2 separate regions of the Mus musculus genome follow, and region 2 is linked to region 1. The links are chromatin contacts, called in public HiChIP or PLAC-seq maps. All regions are on one chromosome and are shown on one strand. The core of a region is the stretch at or near the end of the contact, and the rest is flanking DNA. Distances in the headings are between cores, read along the strand shown.

Region 1 (2,700 bases), core at 53-2,552:
TATTACATTGGGAGGAATTGACATCTTAATATTAACACCCATTCATGAATAGAAGGTTTTCTTTTGACCCAAGAATGGAGACTTTTCCATTATTTGTTCTCAATTTCTCTTTTTGTGTGTATTTATGTATATGTCTTTGAGTGTGTGTGTTAGTGTGTAGAGTAAGTCCATGCACATTGGTGCATGTGGAGGCCTGAACACAATCTTAAGATATCTGTATACACAAGAGGAGAGGGAAATATATAAATTACTATAGCCAAGCAGCAGAAACAAAGGACATGGGTAAATATTTCCCCCAAAACATTTACTAATTCAACAAAGAGGTCTAACCCTGTAGGGATGAATCTTTACTCTAGGCAGACCCATAGCCCCGTTCATTCATGTCCTTTCAGGGGCTTCTTTCCTGAGTCTTTGGCATTTTTTTCCTAATGTATAAACTCAGAAGAAACTCTGGATATTAAGGAGACCCTGTGCATATCTTTGGAAGTGCTTTCTCTATCTATGCAGATTTCTTCTTTTGGGAGTTCTGCCCTATACATTTTAGCCATCTGGCTTTCCTTGAACTCTCAGTTCAATCATTTAATTTGGAGGCTCAAGGAAGCTCTAGTCAGGACTCCCTTCCCCTTGTTCTGTGACCTGGAAACTCTCAAGGCAGAAGCATCATGGTCATTTCTTTCCTGTCCCTCGGGCTTTCTTATCCTCCCTTGCCGGCTCTCTGCTATATCTATTCTCTCTCTCTCCCTCCTCCCTCCTCCCTCCTCCCTCCTCCCTCCTCCCTCCTCCCCCCTCCTTCCTCTTCCCTCTCCCCTCCTCCCTCTCCCCTCTCTCTCCCCTCTCTCTCCCCTCTCTCTCCCCCTTCCTCTCTCCCCTCTCTCCCCCCCTCTCTTTTTCTTAAGATAGGATGTCATGGCCCTAACTGGCTTGAAATTTGCTATGTAGACCAGACTGGCCTCAAGTACACAAAGATCCATACACACAGCAAAGAGATTAAAGTCATACACTATCTCCCTCAACTTATCTGCTATCTGGAAAACCATTATTTATGTGTGCTTCTGTTAATTAATTTGCTTTGTTGTTTGTTGCTTGTTTTTAGGCTAAAATTGTCCCATTTGCCCAAAATTCAGCCCATCAGTCTATCTTATGAGTAAAAACAGTCTTTTCTAGGAAAATGATATCTTAAAAGAGGTGTGATCCCAAGCATGTAGCTGGATCACCCTATGAGAGGCCATTATATCACCCAGGGTACCCTCTTACATTGCCACATGAAAAACAATACCTCTTAATGCCAGTAGGAGGCAGTGCAATGCTCAGAAACCATGGTGAATGGATCACCCACACCTGTCCTCTCATAGAGGAAACTGCACAGCCTCATTGCCTCCTAAAATGAAGCAACCACTCAGTGTTATATTTTAGTGCTGAATGACAGGCACCAGCTAATCTTTGGAGACAACAGAATCTAGTCCTTTTTGCTTTTACAGAGGAAGAAATAAAATGTCAGTAAATGTCAAGGTCAACAGAAACTGGCATACCAGGAGATGAGACATTTCCATGGAGCCCTAGAGAGTGAAATGTGCCTGAATGGATGGTATAGGAGGCAAGAAAGTCAGAGAATTAGGAACAGAGAACCCCAGAATATTCTCCTGGAATGCCCATGCAAGCAGGTCATTTCCACACATTGAGAACATTTCATCTGAAAACTCACTGCTTTGATTCAAGTGTATCAATGTTCATATGAAGAAGCAAAATCTCCCCCAAAGCCTTGATTGAGGCCAGACAGAAAGTTCAGCACTGACCTGGGATCCCTGCCAAGAAAACCTGAGTCTTAGTGAGACCCTCTTGCATCTGAACCATTGAACATTCTGACAAGTGGGATAGAGATGCAAGGGAAGAGACTCTGGACTTCTGAGGTGACAAGACCATTTGATGTGATTAGAGACAGACATCTCAACAATGGTATTAGGACACCTGTATGTTCAAATGCAAAAGAATAAAGTTCAACCTTCATATGACACAAGACAATCCAGAGCACAATTTTGTCATGAAGTGCCAAGGAGTAAATGGGTGCATTATATATCTCTTTGATTGGTATATTGGAGTAAGGTGGCCAGCCCTAGCTTGTTGGGACTGATAGAGTCCAGGCTTGGATTCTATAACCACTCTAGTAACATCCACGGGCATAAGAATAGAAGAGAGAGGTCTGAGGTTCCTCGCAAAGCTTCTGGAATGCACGAAGCACCTTTTCCACTTCTTCTTTTCAGCCAAGAACTTTAATAACTTTGACAGTGCAGAGTCCAAAGGACAGGAGCCATGTGATTCCAGGTCACTCTGCAATTAACTCAGAAACCCATGGGAAGATGTTTGTTCTTGTGAATATACACTATTTCTGCAGTCCCAGGACTCAGCCCCAAGGTCGAAGTAAGCCCCTGATTGCATGGCTACTGATGAACAGATTAATATTTTACTTTGTTTGTATTTGTTGGCAAGAAACCTGCAGCCATGTAGCTCCCAACTGGACTGCAGGGAAACACAACAATGATCTGTTCATTTCTTTTTAATTCATAATCTATGTCAAATCTGCTTACTTTAATTTCTATAGACTTTCTTTTGCAAAGCAAGTTTAGGTTCACTGAAAAATTGAGCAGAATCATTTTTAAAATATAAAGCACATTGGAATTAATGCCTCAACACTAGGCCCAGTGA
Region 2 (2,700 bases), core at 153-2,652, 120 kb before region 1:
GCGTCCGAACACTCATCTATATCCTCACACTGGGTACTGTCTTCCCCAGACACAATATAGCCCTCTTTACAGGAGCAGTAGAAAGAGCCATCAGTGTTGATGCAGCCTTGGGCACAGGGCGAGTTGGCAGCTGCACACTCATCCACATCTTCACAGGCCTCTTCCTTGGGGCCACTGGGTTGGTAACCAACCCAACATTCACAGTGGAAGCTCCCTAGAGTGTTGACACAATCCTGGGCACAGGGGGAGTCCTGGCACTCATCTATATCCACACAGTGCACTTGGCTAGAGTCCAGCTGGTAGCCGCTGGGACAACGGCAAGTGTAGTTTTCACTGAGTGGTACAGAATGGCACATGCCACCTCCTGTGCATGGGTTTGAGCTGCAGGGGTTCCTGGAGGCACAAGTTACTAGATCATCCAGCAGTCGAAATCCAGGCCGGCAGCCGCAGCGGAAGGAGCCATCGCCACCTTCGAAGCAATCCTGCTGGCAGCCCCCGTTGTTGAAACTGCAACCAAACTTGGGGCTGACACAGAGTGGGCCTGAGCTGCCCCAGTGAAATATTCCTGGAGTCTTTTCATTGCATAGGAAATAGTGGGTTTCACTCTTAGCTTCATCCCCACAAGCTACATTGGCTACAGAGGCAAAAGGCACAGCCTCCAGAGAGGAGGTAGTGGCCTGGAAAGGGGTGGTATAGGTCACCCGCCCTGGACCACCCAGCGCCAGTGGCCTACACATGCCTTTGAAGTTGAACTTGCACAGGAAACCTTCAATGCTGTTACCTGGAGCTTCGGGGGTCCCACAGGGACTCTCATGCCACTTGGGCAGATGGCTGGGGTGAGGTGTCAAGGACAGGTCCAGTATGAGGGACACACAGCGTTTAAAGATACAGGAGCTCTTGCTGGCTTTGTACCAGTTTGAATAAGCTGTGTCCTCTCCACCACCCACCCAGCTGAAGCCCCTCATTGGCAAATCATGGTACGTACAGTTGCCCTTCTCTCGCTGGAGCCCGATCCAGAATTTGCCCATCTTTGCTTCCAAGGGTGCCTTGGTCTTCAGGAGCTGAGTCAGGGCTTGCTGAACATGCCGGGCCTCCTCCTCACTCTTCACGGTGGCAAGATTGCCTCCATTCTCATTGCAGCGATGCTGGGCTTCAGCGGCACTCAGCTTGCCCCAATGGGCTGTATAGCAGGCAGTCCCCTCGCACACCACAGCCTGTGAATCAGCAGCAGCCCCTGCCCAGGGCTGGCCAAGGAGCCCCAGCAGCAGGAACAAACCAGTTGAGATGGCCATTCTTCTGTGTCTCCTTCTGGGAGGGGCTAGACTCCCCTGCGGTGACAGCAGCAGCCGGTGGAACCTGGACCTTGACACCAGGCTGTGCTCTGAAGGGAGCAGAGGCGCACTGCTGCTTTCACACTACCACAGCTCTGGCATTGAGAAGGTTACAAAGACTCGCTTTTCACGTCCTCCTGACCCAGGGCGCATCCTGTGCTCTCCTACTTCTTATTTCTCACCGGATGCTGGGGTTTCCTGCCATGAATAGCCTTCTGACTCCTGTTGCCTTCATCACGGTTTTGTTGTTCAGAGGGCAGTCTCTGGCTCAGAGCTGTGGAAACACAGAGGATCCAAGAGATATGGCTGCTTTATTTTGAGTCCGTTCACTTTCCCATACCACAAAGAGCCCCAGTGGCATGCTGTCCAGTGAGCAGAGACTTTGGGGGGTGGGAGGGTAGAGACTTGAAAAGTATCATCCAAGTAACCCATGATAAAATTCCACTTCAGATTGCAAACCACCAGAAGGGAAAGAAAAATATGTGACGCTTGAGACACAAGGGCATGGAAAGATTATAGTTTTCGGCCTTTTTTAGAAGCAAACTGGATCTGCTTTTTTTTCCTATCTTGTACCCTGTCTCTGTTTTTGGAGTCGTTTTTTTCTTTTATTCTTCCCATCATGAACTTTAAATAGACAGGAAGCTTTTAAATAGGATTTTGGCTGTGGGAATTTCTGGGTTTCCAACAATGTCAATCTCCATGAGAATATATATATTTTTTAAAAAGGTGAAAATAGTTTTCAGGGTTTCCTAGTGCACTATAAATGAAGTGTCAGGGTCCCCAAAAGATCAGAAAGATGGGAAAATGAACCTGGCCTGCCTTGTCATATTCCCTAACCCAAGGCTTAGGCGGAGTTCAAAGGCACAGGAGCACAATCAGAGGCTGCAGCTCAAAATCACGATGTAAGAATCAACACCCGGGCAGGCGTTACAGCTCACAGCACCTGGGCCAAGGCCTGTCTCAATCAAAGCTAGCCACTGGAAGGTGGAAACTACGTTTAACTGCCCCTGTCCCCAACCACCACCATATTCTACTTGACCCCAGCTAGACTCAGAGTCTAACACTTTGGAGAAAGTGTTAGATTAAGAGATAAAGGAAAGTAGTAACAGAATGAGGCCACACAAGTGTGCTAATGAGCCCAGCCTCCTAAGATAGGTTAAAAGCCACTTCACAGAGTCATCCCAGTGGAGGCAGGATCCAGCTGAGGCAGGATTCTGGGCAGATCTTGAGCACTCACTCCTCTATTGCTGGCAGCTGGCTACACTGTTCTCTCACTTGCTTTTGAGGTCACTTTGCAATTTCTAGTCTTGGCCTGCCAGATCATATGCCCCTTCCAGAGGCAGGGCTTGACACGGGCAAATGTCCTGAT

What was found. HiChIP or PLAC-seq counts read pairs in DNA pulled down with a chosen protein or histone mark.
Region 2: a contact with region 1 is called in an H3K4me3 HiChIP or PLAC-seq map of pro-B cells, with 2.8 times the contacts expected there. The contact joins the promoter of Cd93 here to the enhancer-like site in region 1. A contact is called at or near these places in 3 of 39 promoter capture datasets (embryonic stem cells, hematopoietic stem and progenitor cells and macrophages), 1 of 15 datasets of contacts at CTCF or cohesin (large pre-B cells), 2 of 484 Hi-C or Micro-C datasets (bone marrow-derived macrophages and nephron progenitors), 6 of 115 datasets of contacts at active chromatin or transcription factors (the 230-238 cell line, the HPC-7 cell line, bone marrow-derived macrophages and 2 more) and 5 of 9 other capture datasets (adipose tissue, bone marrow-derived macrophages, liver and 2 more).

What each region holds. Positions count from the first base shown.
Region 1 is chr2:148,557,264-148,559,963 of GRCm38.p6, forward strand. The region is part of intron 1 of Gm46770 (a long non-coding RNA gene); the gene reads right to left. Among named protein-coding and RNA genes, the nearest start is that of Gm46770, 3.5 kb to the right of the region's middle. Within about 2 kb of position 1,303, at least 3 of the 459 cell types and tissues checked have an H3K27ac peak or open chromatin away from gene starts, as enhancers often do. A contact at or near this core is called in pro-B cells, where this site is marked.
Region 2 is chr2:148,442,133-148,444,832 of GRCm38.p6, forward strand. Cd93 (CD93 antigen) reads right to left here and starts at 1,403. Exons shown (of 2, transcript NM_010740.3): 1 at 1-1,403. The coding sequence starts at 1,292.